5 separate regions of the Mus musculus genome follow, and all the other regions are linked to region 1. A link is a contact called in public HiChIP or PLAC-seq data. All regions are on one chromosome and are shown on one strand. Each heading gives the region's core, a stretch centred on a gene start, on an enhancer-like site or on the middle of the called end of the contact. The rest is flanking DNA. Distances are from core to core; before and after follow the strand shown.

Region 1 (2,700 bases), core at 153-2,652:
TTTGATCTGATCCTCTCAGGAAGGCCTTGATGTGTAAGGTCACATGACAAACAGTGATGTGTAAGGTCACATGACAAACAGTAGTGGAGGGAGGACTTGGCCTTTTTGAGTCTTGGCCAGTGTGAGCCAGTGGCTGGGTGCATCTGTGTTCAGGTGGCAGGCTCTTCCTCAGAGGGCTGTGGGACCACAGAAGCAGTTCTGTTGGCCAGCTCTACCTGTCCCCATTGACTACAGCCACCTGTGCTTGAAGCCCTGAGGGCCATGGCTCTGTGATATAGGAATTTCTTGTTGTTTTTAATTTATATTTCTGAGTATGAGTGTTTCCTGCATATATGTATACCGTGTGCCCTCCATGGTCAGAAGAGTTCTCTTAGAGGACAGAGGAGGGAATTGGAGCCCCAGGAACTGGAACTACTGGTGGCCGTGAGCCAAGTGTGGGAGCTAGGAACGGAACCCAGGTCCTCTGCAAGAAAGATGTGTTTTTAACCGCTGAGCCATCTCTCCAGCCCCGACCCCCTGGTTCTTTCATCCGCTCTCTTACACTGTGAGCTCCTGAGTCGTGCAGGAAGCCCTGAGAAGCTGCAGGCAATCCGTGCACTATGCTTGCTGGGAATTTTACCTCATTCACATCTCTCTTGAGCTTTAGACTCACCGACTACGATAACTAATTCAGGCTGTGTGTTGGGAGAGCTTACCTGCCCCTTCATGTGAGGGTACATTTACCAAAGTTGAACGAGTGTGGTGTGCTCGGATGTGTCCGGTCCTGACAGGAGGAGCAGGTGCTTGTGTCATCTTGTGTCATCTCTCTACCCCTAGCTAAGATTCCTGACGAGGAGGACCAAGAAGACCCGTACCTGAATGACCGCTGTCGAGGTGAGATGTTGGGATCTGTGGGAGTCCTTTGGTAGGTAGCTATGAAAGCCCAGGGGATAGTGTTGACTTCTGCTAAGACTCAGCTGGAAAGTACTTCTGTTCTTGGGGCCCTTGGGGCTCCCTGTTTCTTCCACCCTTGAGTGCTCAGAGCCGGGGGGATCTGTCGGGGACAGTGGCTTATGGAGGCAGGACTGGTGTGAGCACTCCAGTGCCAGCAAGCTCCTGGGCTCTGTGGGTGATGATACTTCTCCAAGGCTGCGATGCCCCAGGAGAGTAGCTATTTCTTATCTGTGTGTCCCTGGAGCCCCGCTTGTCCCTGTAGAGTCATGGTCTCTTAGGAGACCTTTGCACTTACGTTAGAGTGACCACGCAGTGCAGCCTTTTCTAACTAAATTCTTTTTCTTCAAGAACATTCTGGCTCATCTAACCTGACCGTTCTGTTGCAGCTCCACCCAAAGGGTTCACTCTGCGACTGGGTGTTAGGTATGCAGGCAGCTTAATCACAAAGTGATAGCGCCAGCACTCAGTGTCAACCTGCGCTGAGGCCAGGAGGGAGGGGAGAGGGAGATAAGGAGTTCCCAGGAAGCTTGGAGTGAGCCCTCTCTGGGTGGCCACAGATGATTTCTGCGAGAGTGACAGCCGGTGTGACAACTTAGGAGGATCCATTAGCCACCATCGCTGTAAGGCCTGCGTGCCCCTGATAGCCAGCCAGGCTGTGGCAAAGGAAACACAGATCATCCCAGTGGGGTTACACTCGAAGTATCCCGTGTGAGTCACAGGGGAGGTGCCAGGCAGGGAGAGGCTGTACCCACAATTGTCACAGCACCGGACATGGACATGGGCAAGCTAGCAGGAATGGGCAGCTGGAAACCCTTGAGAGTTACATGGGCTCTGATAGAGCCCTGCCTCCAGGTGGAGCCTGTTCCCCCCAGGCCTCTTGTTGACCACGAGCAGTATGCCTCCCCAGGTCCACTCTAACCACAGAAGCAACACAAGGTTCCTAACTTGTCAGACCTCTGCTGCCTTCAGAGGCCCCGGAGACGCTCAGAGCCGAGGCTTGGGAGTGTCCCAAGGACCACACGTGGCTGTGGCAAGGAGCCTGTTTTCTGTGTCCGTGCATCCTGGAAGGGTCTCTGAAGGTCGCTCAGTCTGTTCACTAGCTCCCATGGACTCTGGTTGCAGGTGGCGGGCCCTGTAAGCAGCAGTGCCGTGACACTGGGGACGAGGTGATCTGCTCTTGCTTTGTGGGCTACCAGCTGCAGTCGGATGGTGTCTCCTGCGAAGGTAACATCTGAGAGCTAGCCCCTGTGCTTCGGAGCCTCTGCTGAGCAGGCCTGCGTGGCACAACCTTTGTTCCATTCCTGGAACACAGCTGGGACCTGCGTGCTGCCTGGACAAGGCTGTCTTCTAGAAGACTATAGATACAGTGTGGGCAAAGGGCTGCATTGGGGTTCACCTGGGTTCAGGATCTGCCGTGAGGCCTTGGGTAGATCTTTCTTTCTGCCTTTCCCGTTGTCTAAGAGATGGGGATGATGCATGCGACCTCCTTTGTGGGAGTCTTGTAGACGCCATGATTCTAGGGTCTGGCCCTTACTCAAAGAGATCTGAAACTTAACAGAGCTTGATTTGGTGTCTGCCCCTCTCCAGATGTGCCCACAGCAAGACTCAGCTCAGTTTGATTGGGCAACTTGATGAATGCAGGAAGCCAGATCCACCATGGCTTCTGGGACATTCCTTCTGCTCAAGCTTAAGGCTTGGTTGTTCTTGCTGGTTACTTCTGCATCGCCTTAATCTCTCTAGATATCAATGAATGCATCACAGGCAGCC
Region 2 (3,020 bases), core at 308-2,807, 300 kb before region 1:
TTCAGTGTCATGAACCACATAGCAAGTGGGAAGCCAGCCCATGATGACTGACACTGTCCGATAAGCAGAAGCATCAGAATGAAAGGTGTTTTATTTAAGATTTTTTTATTCCACTGGGCGATGGTGGTGCACGCCTTTAATCCCAACACTTAGGAGGCAGAGGCAGGTGGATTTTTGAGTTCTGCGACAGCCTGGTCTACAGAGTGAGTTCCAGGACAGCCAGGGCTACACAGAAAAACCCTGTCTCGAAAAAAAGAAAAAAAAAAGATTTTTCATTTCTCTTTTTTTTTTTTTAAAGAAAAGATTTATTTTATATGAGTACACTGTAGCTGTCTCCAGACACACCAGAAGTGTGCATCGATCCCATTACAGATGGCTTGAGCTGCCAAGTGGTTGCTGGGACTTGAACTCAGAACCTCTGGAAGAGCAGTCGGTATTTGTTCTTAACCGCCGAGCCATTTCTCCTGCCCCATTCCTCTTTATTTTAATACTATAAAAATACCAGTGGTCACTAAACATTTGAAAATCTGTAGGTGTGATTAAAACTGTTTTTTTAAAAAAACTGTAACATTAAGGCTAACTGGTATGTTTTAGTTGGGGTATCTGTTGCTGCACCGAGATAAAGGTACCTTATGAGGAGGTTTATTTCAGCTTATCGTTGTCCCATCATGGAGGGAGAAAGGGCAGGAACTCTGGCAGGAACTGAAGCAGAGGCGTGCTTACTGTCATGATCCTCACGGCTCCCTCTGTGTGCCTGACTACACCACTAAGGTACCTGCTGGGGTGATGCTGCCCACAGGAAGTCGGTCCTCCCGCATGGATCATTAATCAAGAACATAAACCACAGACTTGCCTACAGGAGGCATTTTCTTAATCTAGGATCCTCTTTCCAGATGACTCTAGCTTGTGTCAGATTGTCAAAAGTACAAAAGCCTACCAGGACATACATGAGCTATGTAGGAAATGGAAGAGGGACTAGATTTGCGCGCGCGCGTGTGTGTGTGTGTGTGTGTGTGTGTGAGAGAGAGAGAGAGAGAGAGAGGGAGGAGATTGATTGATTAATTATAGTTCATTTATTTGGGAACTCTAGTTTGGAGTTGGTATAGCTGGTACACCAACTATAAAAAGAAAAAGTACACATATGTATTGTAGAATTGTCATGTGTGTGCCTGCCAGCTTTAATACAGACTTTTACTCCACAACTGCTCTAATCAGTATACATGTGAATGTGCACAAGTGCTTGACTGTGTGGACATATGATGGGCACACGTATGTGTGTGTATAAAGGTCTGCAGCTGACATCCTGTATCTTCTTGATCTCTGTTCATATTATTTATTGAGGCTGGGACTCTTGGTAAACCTAGAGTCCCTTGATTGAGATTTCAGTCCTCCTGCTTGCAGGGTAAGCACTTTATCCACTGAGCTGAGTCCGTAGCTGTAAACATTAAAACTAAGTAGGCGTGGTTGGGTTTTCCTGTTTGGCTGTTTACATAGGATCAGGTTGCATTCTGGTGAACTGGCGGAGTGCTATCAGCCCAACCACTGCGTCAGAAGATGACAAGTTAAACTTTTAGGGTGTGTCTGGGTATGGATGCTTCTGCACTGCATGGAGGCCAGAGGATAGCAGTTGATGTCCTCCTGTTCTGTGCACCTTATTCCCTCCAGACAGGGTCTCCTTGAACCTGGGGGTTCTGACTCGGGTCCTCATGTGTGCACAGCAAGCACTCCTACCCACTGAACGTCTCCTCCCTCAGAAAAGTGAAGCAGTCGGCAGAGAGCTCTCTCCACACTACTCCTGACTCTCCTAGGGCATAGGAGTGGTTCACAGCGCCTCTGCTGACTGCATAGACTGCCAAGGGAAGAGCTTGCTAGAGACAGGGCAAGGGAGCAGCAAGGAACAGGAGAGCAGGCTGCACTGGGCTGCTTAACCAATAGAATGGCTGGAATATGCAGCGCGGTCTCCTCGGACTTCTGTAGGCCAAGAACGGCTTGAAAACCCCAAAATGCTTAAGTTAGGTAAACTGTATTTTCTTTTTGTCTTGAAACAGGATTTCTCTGTCCTAGCATTCACATTGTAGACCAGGCTGGCCTGGCACTTAGGGATCTGCTTGCCTCCCAATTTTTTTCATTGCTGGGATGAAGGCTTGAGCCACCATGCTCGGCTAAATATTTTTAATTAATCTAATTTCATGTTTCTGAAGCTTCTTAAGGCAAATGTTCTTTGGAAAAGTACATGCAGTTTGGTTGTGTTGGGAATATTTTCAGTTATTCTGAAGTTTGGGAGTAGGTACATGAATTTGCTCTATTTGTTTTGGTACCATCTTTCCTGGCTGTTTCAGGAAGGCAGCTGTAACACAGCTGTCCTTAGAGGCACCATCTTTTCCTCTCCTGCCTGGGCTGTGCTATGTGCTAGTAGCTTCTCTGACCATTGTCAGCCACGCAGCACTGCTGTCTGAGGTCATGTTTACTTGGGGCCAGGTGGTCTGCTTGCCTAAAGTGCTTTCTTTGTGTTTCAGTCTGATAGCGGAGGAGCCTTTAAAGGTTTCAAAGGTTTGGTTGTGCCTTCTGGAGGAGGAGGGTTTTCTGGATTTGGTGGCTCTGGAGGAAAGCCTCTGGAAGGACTGACAAATGGAAACAGCACAGACAATGCCACGCCCTTCTCCAATGTAAAGACAGCAGCAGAGCCCAAGGCAGCCTTTGGTGAGTAGCCCTTCCTCTCCAGCCCTCTCTGAAATTGATGCTGAAAGAGAACTTTGCTACCCAATCGTCTGTCTTTGACAGGGTCTTTCAGTATAGCTCAGGATGACCTTGAACTCAATCCTCCTCTTGCAGCTTTCTAAAGACTGACCGGGATTATAGGTGTGTGCCACCAGACCCAGCCGGAGAGATGGTTCTAGGGCTGTGTCCTTGGATGGACCATTAAAGGACGGGACTGGGGAGGTGCATGGGACGAGATGGTCAGCAGAGCACACCTCTGTACCTGACACAGCAGTTGTATTCTTGGCTCTGCCAGCTGACAG
Region 3 (3,097 bases), core at 281-2,780, 300 kb after region 1:
GGACCCAATGGCTCTTTAGGCTTCAACTTGGCACTCAGTCCAGAGACTGCACAGAGATCCTGTGAGGATGGGGTGTCTCAAGAAGTGGTCCCAGAGAGTCCCCTGAGGAGAAGGGGCTTGAGCTGTCCCCAAGAGGCACACTGGGAACACAAGGCTCTCAGGCCTAGAGTGGGGCTAGATAAAAGGACCACTGTAAACTGTAAAGTTCTATGGGCACACATTCCAACGTCTAATCTTCCAGGCAGCCCCACTGCTGCCCTGAGCCTCAGAGTGAATGTATCTCACTCTGACACAACCCCAGGTGGAATCTCTCTACCATGACCTCAGCCTAGAGAAGCGGAAGGGGGAAACTGAGGCAAACCGGGGCCAGTGTCACATAGCCAGCTGACATGAAACCTGACTCAGACAGTGCTCCATCCAACCCAGAGGCCCCTACTGCAAACCATCTCTAAGGCCAAGTCGGGTCCTCTGCCTGCAGGTCCCAGCGGTTGAAGGTCAGGTGCCTCCAGGTCCCAGGCCTCTCTCTGAGCAAGATGGAGGCCCTCACCCTGGCTCTTCTCCATCCCCGGAACTTGATACATACACACATCTGACGGACAGCTGAGGAGCCAGCCTAAGCCAGGTTTACCATCAGCTTCCTCTGACCTTGTCCTCTCTGGGACTCTTCCAGGACCTGCCTACAGGGCTCTAGGAAATTGTTCTGCCTGAAAAATATGCATGGAATCCCGCTGTATCCCCTGTGGCTGCACCACACCTGAGCCACAGTGCTGACTCTACTCTCCCCCCTGCTGTCTAACCACCCCCTTATACCTCTCCTGAAAAGCTGAAAGGCCCCAACAGCTCACTCTCTTCCCCTTAAAGCCCAGACACTAGGAGAAAAGGCCAAGGTGAAACTTCCTGTCATCTAACTGCATAGCTGCCAGTCCCCTTCCCCAGGTATGCAGGGTCCCTCTGCCGGTGTTCCATCTGCCCCTCCCCCCATATCTCCTCCAAGCATGTACTCAGCCACAGGCTTGCACCCTGTCTCCAGCCCTCCCAGCTCTACATAGCCATCAGCCCCTAGGCTACTGGCAACGCTGACCTACCCTGGCTGCCTTCCCCCACCCCTCATGCTACCTGAGCTTTCTGAGTCTCCATAACACTGTCCTAGCTGCACCTTGACTCTCCATGGGATCATGGATAAGGCGGAGGCAAGGAGTTTCTGTTGCCTAGCAACCTGTGGGGTCAGGGCCAGGAGTCATGGTCAGACTGATCTCCCCAGAGTCTGTCTCCCTAACCTAGAAAATGAAGCATCCAGCCCCTTTCTGCCACAGGAATGAGACTGCTAACACCTTGGGCCTGAGCACACACCCTCATAGGACTTCAGAACATCTCTCCCCTTCTCTGGTGATCTAACTATGCTTGGATTCCTCTAGTGACAAGGAGTGTGCTCCTTCAGGCTCAGAAGACCTGGTATGGCCTGAGGTCATCGCCAGTCCCTGACTAGATCTCCTGGTCCATCCCTAAGTCCCCAAGATGAGAAGCACCTACAGCCCCTGATGTCACTATCGTTCCCCATAGAATGGGACTTTAACATGGGACAGTACCACTCCCTGCAGAGGTATGCCCTGTCTCCATGATGTCCCAGTGACTCAGCTGTCCTTGTGGCTGCCATTCCTTCCACAGTATTTGTCCCTGAGATGGAATCAATCCCTTTTGTCCAAGAACTAGGGAGGGGACGTGGGAGTGGGTCACCCCTTCTGTGTCAGGCCGTTGGTGGGCTGGCAGGTCCCAATGCATCCTTCAGCTTGGTTGACAATGAGTTCAACGCCTTTGATGGTGGCCTTGTTGGTGTAAAGGGGAAGATGGGGCAGTGCTCCACCAAGTTCAGATAATCCTCCCTAGGTTAATGAGATACTCAGGGTAAGCAAAGTCCCCCTTGGGCAGGGAAAACTGAGACCCAAGGAGCACTTTCAGTGTGGAGCACTGTCAGAACACTCCAGCCCAGCCTTCAGCCCTCGGGCCCTCACCCTGGTAGACTGGTGGCTCTTGGACTGTAGATACCATTCTCTGTTAACAGTGGCACCTTATGGGCAGCTTGGGGTTACAGGACAGTGAGAAACTAGCCCTTTGTCCAAAGGGTCTCCAAATTGCAAGCTACCTGGGAATGCAGCGATGGGGCTCAAAAAGCTAGGTTCCTTTTTACACTTATGGAACTTTCTAGAAAGTCATCAGCTCAGAGTAGCTCTCTCACTCTCCAAATTCCACCCCACCCCCACTCCACTGACTCTCAGTTTACCTCAGCTCCTCAGGCCTTCCTTCTCCCTTCTCCCTTCCCCCTTTCTTCTCTCTTCGAGCTTGTGATTAAGCCTCAGCCTTTGGAAGCCATTGCAGAGCATTCTCAGCTCCATGCCCCGTTCTCCTTGCTGCTCTGGGAGGCTCCCCACTCTGCTGGCCTTTCCCCAGCCTGAGGCTCTCTGAGTTTTGGAAAAGGCCCATCTCAGACTCAGCTCCGAGCTCTCACCGTGGTCCATTCTAGCTCTGGCACCAGAGACCTTGTAAGACCTGAGACAGTATGGATGCTGTGTCCCACAGAAAAAGCTGGAGCCCGGGAAGGGCCGCAGGCGGGGCTCCTAGCCTGCACTGTGGTAGTGGTGTGAGGCTAGCATAGCTTGAGGGGAGATGGGAACTGGGCCCCAGACAGCTCAGGCCAAGGGCTTCCAAAGGTTCAGCTATGACTCTTTACAGAGCTCATCAAGAAAAATCAGGGTCCTTAAAGCCACCCTTGGGCCTCAGGTGAGCAGGCTGGCCATCCAGGAGGGATCAGCTGTCTAGGAAGGCCATCTGTTTCTGGCCCCTGGAGAAAAGCCAGCCCTGCTGCCCTCCTGCTGAGCCTCCTGTAGGTGGAGTGAGAGATCACTCAATCCCCTACCTGCAGCCTTCTTCAAAGGCCGCAAGCACTGGGCTCCAGTGGGTCTCACTAAGGTAAAGGCCCAACGAAAGAGGATACTAGGCAGCCTCCCCAACATGCACCCCTTGTGTCCCGAGGTGGGAGTAGGGCAGTCTACAGCTTAGCCCCTCACCAGTGTCTTCTTCAGACATCCTGCCTCTTAGGCTC
Region 4 (2,958 bases), core at 320-2,819, 340 kb after region 1:
GCTAGACCCCCCTCCCCCAAAGAGGGTCTTCGTGGCTGTGGAAACTAGGTTCCAGTTCTGCTAAGTCTCTGACTCTTTCTGACCCATCTGGGCCTTAGTCTACCCATCTGTCAGTAGTGGGGGACAGAGTCTGCCCATGGTTGGCAGTCCCTCCCCTCCAGCTTGGGCCCCACTTGCTCCTATCTTTCCAAGCCACTGCTCCCCTCAGCTGCTCCTGGTGTTCCCAGGCAAGAGAGTAGAGATTCTGCTAAGGGCTTTCCCACCCTTCCACATAGCTAACATTCCAGCCAGGCATCCCAGGACCCCACCCTGGAGAGAAAGAAGGCAGTCTGGGAGAAGCGGGGTGGTGAGCAGGAAGCCTGTGTAGGTTGGGGTGGTTGAAGATGGGAAAGCCACGCCCACCCAGTGGCACATGGCGACATGGGCAAAGAGCTTAAGGGGGCTAATGGGTTCACTGAGTCCTCATGGGGGTCACTGTCATTTCACTGACTGACCTCTGACTTCAGAAACTTCAGGGCCTTTCCTGGCACGCAGGGCCCAACATAACATACCAAGTCCTGGCCTTAATGGATCAGGTCTTTGCCCTCAGAAGGGTACCCTGTCTCTCCAGCAGTCAGATGGGACTCCTGGGTCCACTGTGCCTCCACCTCCAAGAAGCCTGTCTGACCCTGCTCAGTTCTCACTTTGAAAACACCGTGTGTGTGTGTGTGTGTGTGTGTGTGTGTGTGTGTGTGTGTGTGTGCCAGGCCCAGCACAGAGGCTGAGGTGGCTCCCCTGGCCCATACTCTTTGCTTCCTACAGTACAAATGGAGACAGCCACATTCAGAGATGCCAGGGCCCCCCCGAGGCTGTGAGGCTGGCTGAAGCCCAACTGGTGCTGAGACCCCCCCATAAGCCCAGCATGGCACTTGCTTTAAAACCTATGTGATACAAGGTGCCCTGAAGGCATGGCTGGCCAAGACACCAACCTGAGACATAGGGACAGAAGGACAGGTGGGTGTAAACGGTGGGAGGGAGTTGGCAGGCCCCACTGGCCTACCGCCAGTTTGGGAGTCTAAACACTGGATGGCTGAGCCAGCACTTCCTGGGATACTGAGTATGTTCTGAGCTGTGAGTCTGGGGACCAAGTCCCACACATGGAGGACAGCAAGTCACCATCTCTCTACAGACAGACCTCAAGGCAGGGCTGAGTTCTTATGCAGAATCAGGTGGGAGACAGAGCCTAGAGAGGGTGGGGCCTGCCTGACCACACAGCAAGCACCCAGGGCAGTGTGAGCCTCAGCCAGGAGCCTGCCCATTCCTGACATCTTTTGTCATCACAGCTGGGGCCTGTCTGAGTCAGAAGCCCCCTGGGGACTGTACCATGATCCCTCACCTTAGGATGTTCCCCATGACCTTGATGGCTTCCCCAGTCAGCAGCCTCAGAATGAATGCCCTGGGAAGGGGGCCACTCAATCCCAGTGGCTAGCCTGGCTAGCAGCCCATTATTCCCATTTTCCAGAGGATGCTCAAAGAAGGGCTGTGTTTGGTCCAAGGCTGAATAGTAGCTTGGCAGCAATAAAACCAAAGGCTTTGTCTCTGCCTCCTTGATACCTTCCCGCTGCAGCTGTGGCTACCCTGTTCCTTCCTGCTACAGGAGTCCCCGCATTGGAAGGCACAGGCGAAGAGGGGTCTGGCCTTGTAGCCCTGACTACACACCCTGTCCCATTGCTCTGTCTGTGTGTGTGTGGGGGGGGGGGAGGTGTCCAGAAAGCATCACTGACCTACAAGCCGCCAACCTATGTTGCCTCTGGAGCAGGGCTATCACACACACACACAAAAGGACTTCCCTCAGGTGGAGTCATTGTCACATACTCTACCACAACCATGCCAGGAAGGAAACGCAGAACCTCAGGCATGGCCGCCACAGGCGCCACAGCCTGAAGGGAAGGAAGCTGTCCAGCTCTATCTATCCTGTACCTCACCCTCTGCAAGAGGACAGACATCTAAGCACTATTCTTCCTGAGCATTTTCAGGGCTGTGTCCCTGGAGTCCCTCATGCTATGCATCTCTGTCCCAGAGCTGTGACAGGGTAAATAGCAGCTAGAATTGTGAGCCCCTGGCAAGCACTCTCTCTACACCACCTGCCTGCCCAACCAACCTCAGGCTCGCTCATTTTGCACAGTGCTTTGGCCATGGTACATTCAAGCCCATCCAAAGGTTCAAAAGGTCACCCCGAGAAGCTGGCAGGCTTAATCTGGTGCTCCACCCTGTGGCAGGGTCACCAAAGGGAATGTCAGCCCTGCTTGGTCCACAAGAAGGCCACTCCAGCACTCCGGTCTACTGGAACATTACGGTGGCTTAGATTCATCCTTTCCCCACAGGCCAACCTGGTCTACCTGACCACAGAAACACAGAGATAGCAGGTTGACAAATCTGGCTCCTGGGGAGGGTCAGCTCTTGGAAAGTCCCAGCACTTCCTGCTAGAGGTGAACCTCCCAGAAGGTGTTCAGACTCAGCCCAGCCCTCAGTCTCTGCCTCAACCTCAGACTGATAGAGGTGACTTCTGAAGCATCTCGGGTCACCCTACTCCGGAAAACCTTCCCTGGGTCATCCTTACTAACAGGAGGTCAGGGTCTCCGCTATGGGAGCTGCAGGGTTCTGTGTGAACTTGGAAGAAGGTGGGCAGGAAAGGCTGAGGTAAATTAAAGGAGTGTGAAGAGTCAAGTGAACGCAGTAGGAATTGCCAGAAGGGCTCTAGAGCCACGCCCAGATGGAAAACCAAGATCTCAAGTAGCCAAGGATACCTCAAGTCCATGCCCAGCCGCACCCAAGAGTATATCATGACGAACACACTGAACCTCCATACAGGTCACAAGGTGGCTGGCCAGACCTACCTACCTACCTATCTACCTACCTTTCTCCCTGTTAAAGCTGGCCTCAGAGCTGTTAGAGCAGTGCCAAGCCAGGCAGCGACAT
Region 5 (2,893 bases), core at 133-2,632, 430 kb after region 1:
AAGGGCACCATATGGAAAAATTATCCTCGTTCTTCAGGCCTTCCCCAAGTCTTCACTCCACCAGTGACCATGGCATTAACCTAGCCTTACTCTTTTCTGAGACAGTTAGCAATCCGCCGTTGATGGTTGCCTTGGTGGGATGCTGAGGATCCTGAATGTGAGGACCCCCAGGAAAAAGTGTTCTGTGACCTTACTGCTCAGAGGAGACCTTCAGGTTTCCCACACATTTGCATCAACCGCTCTTCTTTTGACACTGAGACCATGGGACAAGTACTTGCCAGGCCCCAGAGTGACTGTAAGCAGGCATGGCCCTGGGAACCACTCTGGCTCACTGGTTAAGAAGGCTCTAGTTTCTGGGGGAATGAGGCAGAGCCCTGGAGATATGGTCCCTTAGGTCAGTCCACGTGACTTTCTTATGAGGAGGCTCAAAAGCACGATGAGGAGCACGTGTCTGAGATTTTTATACCTCAAGGCTGGTTTTGAAGAGGTGGTCAGGATGAACCTCAGATGACCAAAGCTGGCTTCAGGCTCAGTTTGGGGAGGTTTGCCCAAGCTGAACCAGCTGAAGGCAGCTCTGGCCTGAGGTTTCAAAGGGATTCTGGTTGTTGCTGTTGTTGTTGTTGTTGCTGCTGCTGCTGCTGCTGCTGTTTTTTTTCTTTCTGGAAACTCCTTTTATCTGTGAAATAAGTCTATATTGGAAGAAGTGAATGGTGATGTTTTCCTTTATTTATTTATTTTTTAAGCGCATATGTGTGACCGGGTTAGGGTCCCAGGTCTGTGTAATATCCAGCCCTGTCAGTATTCTCTGCCTGCTGTGCCTCAGTCTTTCAAGAGGTCTGGTCTTTTTTGTTGTTCCTCTTGAGTTGGGAGGGTCAGATGAGAGGAGGTGGGAGCATGCTGTGTAAGTTATAAGTGCTTGCTGTATACACAGGGATCCCTGTCATGCTATGTACGTTGTGAGGGGCTTGCTGTATACACCAGCAACTCGGTCACTTCTACCTTCTGAGATCCCCGCCCCCCCCCCCAGTGAGGGAGTCATTTGTGATTAAAACACCTAGCAGCTCCTATAGTGTCCAGTGCTTATGGGATAGCAATGCCGTTGTTGACTTGAACCATGTCGAACCCCTCTGTGCTGGCTCTAATGAAGGAGGACTGATCATAGATGAAGAATCTCAACCTCTCCCTTTAAAAATGATAACAAGATGGCCCCGATTTGGGAGACTGGAGTCGATGGTCCTCTGGGGTACCAGATAGCCATTTGTCTGTCCACAGCCTTCACAGTTGTGCCCACCCTGGCAAAGGGAATTGTCCTCTGTCTGAGCCTGAGCATAGGCTACACTCTTTGGCTCTACCTTGAAGCTCTCAGAGTGGCTGAGCCAGGAGCTGGGCTCTCATTCACAAAGCACAGCTTTTATTGCAAGGAAAGCTCTGCTGTATCAGGCCTCTGTCTGTGATCTAGGTCGATTTGGGGGGGGGGGAGGTGTTGGCACAGGTGTAATGAGAAATGGTGTAACTCAGGAGAGGCTACAGATAGGGCCTGCCCTGCACCTGGCTGAGGGCTATCCAATAAGGGCTTAAGATCGCCGTTGGGCCACAGAGGAAACCAAAGTGTTATTGCTACACACACACACACACACACACACACACACACACGCACGCGCGCGTGCACACACGCACACGCACACGTGCACATACATATGGACACACATGCACACACAGACACAGACACACGCGTATGTTACCTCTATGAATCTAACACTTCACGTCCTCAGTATTAAAGTTTGAGGCACCAACAGACTGCCTTAAAGTCTCTTTCAACCTGTCTGCCTTGGAGCGGTTGGTTGTATTTATAATTCTTCTCGTCACATCAAAGAACTCTATGTTTCTTGTAGGCTGTTTGCAGGCCGAGTGTTTTGGTTTTTGGCTACAGCCGGCTAGGTTTTCTGAATCTGTGGCTCCAGGTGTGCGCCGACAGGCTTTTTCCCAGCTCGTGACATTTCCTTGTGAGCCTTGGGGTCCTGCTGTAAATTCAGTGTTCAACCCAGGACAAGTTTCCAAGTTTAAAATTTTGAGAGGGAGAAAAGGAGTTGGCCGTATCCATGTCCACCGCCTCCCCTAGAGAGAAAGTCTTCTGGGCAGAGCTCGGCTGGGAGGCAGATCAGGCTGAGAATTTCCAGTACCGAGCTGAAAAACTGGTTAATGGGTTAGGCATTCACAACGGTGAAGTCTTTCAGTGTGAACTCAAATCCTCCCCTCTGCATAACATGGAGAACTAGGGTGTAACAGTGAAATGTCTGCTCGTGTTTCTGGTTATCTCAAAGTACATTTTCAAAATCTGCATTTGTCATTAAAAGATATATATATATACACACACATATATGTGTGTGTTACATATATAATACACTACAATATATTATATATTACATATATAATATATTACACATATATTATACATTATATATAATATATTACATATACATATTACATATATATATGTATTTCCTAAGAGTAATACCTTTTCATGTCCAGTGGCCTTCATGACCACTTTCTTTTGCTTAAGGAAAATAAACTTCATATTCTTTTGAAAGCAGGAATCACTGTAATAGCCAGAAGCAAAATGAAAGCATTGGGTTTTTTTTTTTCTTTTGAATATTTCTTTTGCAGCAGTTAAATATTCCCTTTCCTTGAGTAAATCCCTAGTTAAGTTATTTCCTCTCTGGCATAAAGGGCATCCACGAAGAATTGGACTTTTAAGTCTGAAGTTGACATTAGATATAATTAGGGAAATGAAGCCGTAGAGGAAATTTCACTGTGCAAAATCATATTTGACGTTTTGAAATAATAAGAGTATTTCAATAAATAAGAACACTGGGCAAAAGTGCTAAAAAGCCAA

Evidence for each region. HiChIP or PLAC-seq counts read pairs in DNA pulled down with a chosen protein or histone mark.
Region 2: a contact with region 1 is called in a FOXA1 HiChIP or PLAC-seq map of pancreatic cancer cells. The contact joins two enhancer-like sites. A contact is called at or near these places in 2 of 484 Hi-C or Micro-C datasets (CD8 T cells and embryonic stem cells) and 3 of 115 datasets of contacts at active chromatin or transcription factors (embryonic stem cells, pancreatic cancer cells and thymic regulatory T cells).
Region 3: a contact with region 1 is called in an HNF4G HiChIP or PLAC-seq map of pancreatic cancer cells. The contact joins two enhancer-like sites. A contact is called at or near these places in 2 of 115 datasets of contacts at active chromatin or transcription factors (cardiomyocytes and pancreatic cancer cells).
Region 4: a contact with region 1 is called in a FOXA1 HiChIP or PLAC-seq map of pancreatic cancer cells. The contact joins two enhancer-like sites. A contact is called at or near these places in 9 of 39 promoter capture datasets (the 3T3-L1 cell line, 3T3-L1-derived adipocytes, the C10 cell line and 6 more), 9 of 115 datasets of contacts at active chromatin or transcription factors (T-cell acute lymphoblastic leukemia, embryonic basal ganglia, embryonic forebrain and 6 more) and 1 of 9 other capture datasets (pancreatic islet).
Region 5: a contact with region 1 is called in an HNF4G HiChIP or PLAC-seq map of pancreatic cancer cells. The contact joins two enhancer-like sites. A contact is called at or near these places in 2 of 115 datasets of contacts at active chromatin or transcription factors (pancreatic cancer cells and stem cell-derived neural progenitor cells).

What each region holds. Positions count from the first base shown.
Region 1 is chr15:85,228,744-85,231,443 of GRCm38.p6, forward strand. Fbln1 (fibulin 1) reads left to right here. Exons shown (of 17, transcript NM_010180.2): 5 at 817-873; 6 at 2,056-2,157; 7 at 2,674-2,700. Among named protein-coding and RNA genes, the nearest start is that of Fbln1, 24 kb to the left of the region's middle. Within about 2 kb of position 1,403, at least 65 of the 459 cell types and tissues checked have an H3K27ac peak or open chromatin away from gene starts, as enhancers often do. A contact at or near this core is called in pancreatic cancer cells, where this site is marked.
Region 2 is chr15:84,931,019-84,934,038 of GRCm38.p6, forward strand. It overlaps Nup50 (nucleoporin 50), which reads left to right. Exons shown (of 8, transcript NM_016714.2): 4 at 2,517-2,700. Among named protein-coding and RNA genes, the nearest start is that of Nup50, 9.1 kb to the left of the region's middle. Within about 2 kb of position 1,558, at least 14 of the 459 cell types and tissues checked have an H3K27ac peak or open chromatin away from gene starts, as enhancers often do. A contact at or near this core is called in pancreatic cancer cells, where this site is marked.
Region 3 is chr15:85,529,386-85,532,482 of GRCm38.p6, forward strand. No RefSeq gene overlaps it. Among named protein-coding and RNA genes, the nearest start is that of 7530416G11Rik, 28 kb to the left of the region's middle. Within about 2 kb of position 1,531, at least 21 of the 459 cell types and tissues checked have an H3K27ac peak or open chromatin away from gene starts, as enhancers often do. A contact at or near this core is called in pancreatic cancer cells, where this site is marked.
Region 4 is chr15:85,568,307-85,571,264 of GRCm38.p6, forward strand. All of the region lies in intron 1 of Wnt7b (wingless-type MMTV integration site family, member 7B), which reads right to left. Among named protein-coding and RNA genes, the nearest start is that of AU022754, 11 kb to the right of the region's middle. Within about 2 kb of position 1,570, at least 51 of the 459 cell types and tissues checked have an H3K27ac peak or open chromatin away from gene starts, as enhancers often do. A contact at or near this core is called in pancreatic cancer cells, where this site is marked.
Region 5 is chr15:85,662,514-85,665,406 of GRCm38.p6, forward strand. No RefSeq gene overlaps it. Among named protein-coding and RNA genes, the nearest start is that of D130051D11Rik, 29 kb to the left of the region's middle. Within about 2 kb of position 1,383, at least 37 of the 459 cell types and tissues checked have an H3K27ac peak or open chromatin away from gene starts, as enhancers often do. A contact at or near this core is called in pancreatic cancer cells, where this site is marked.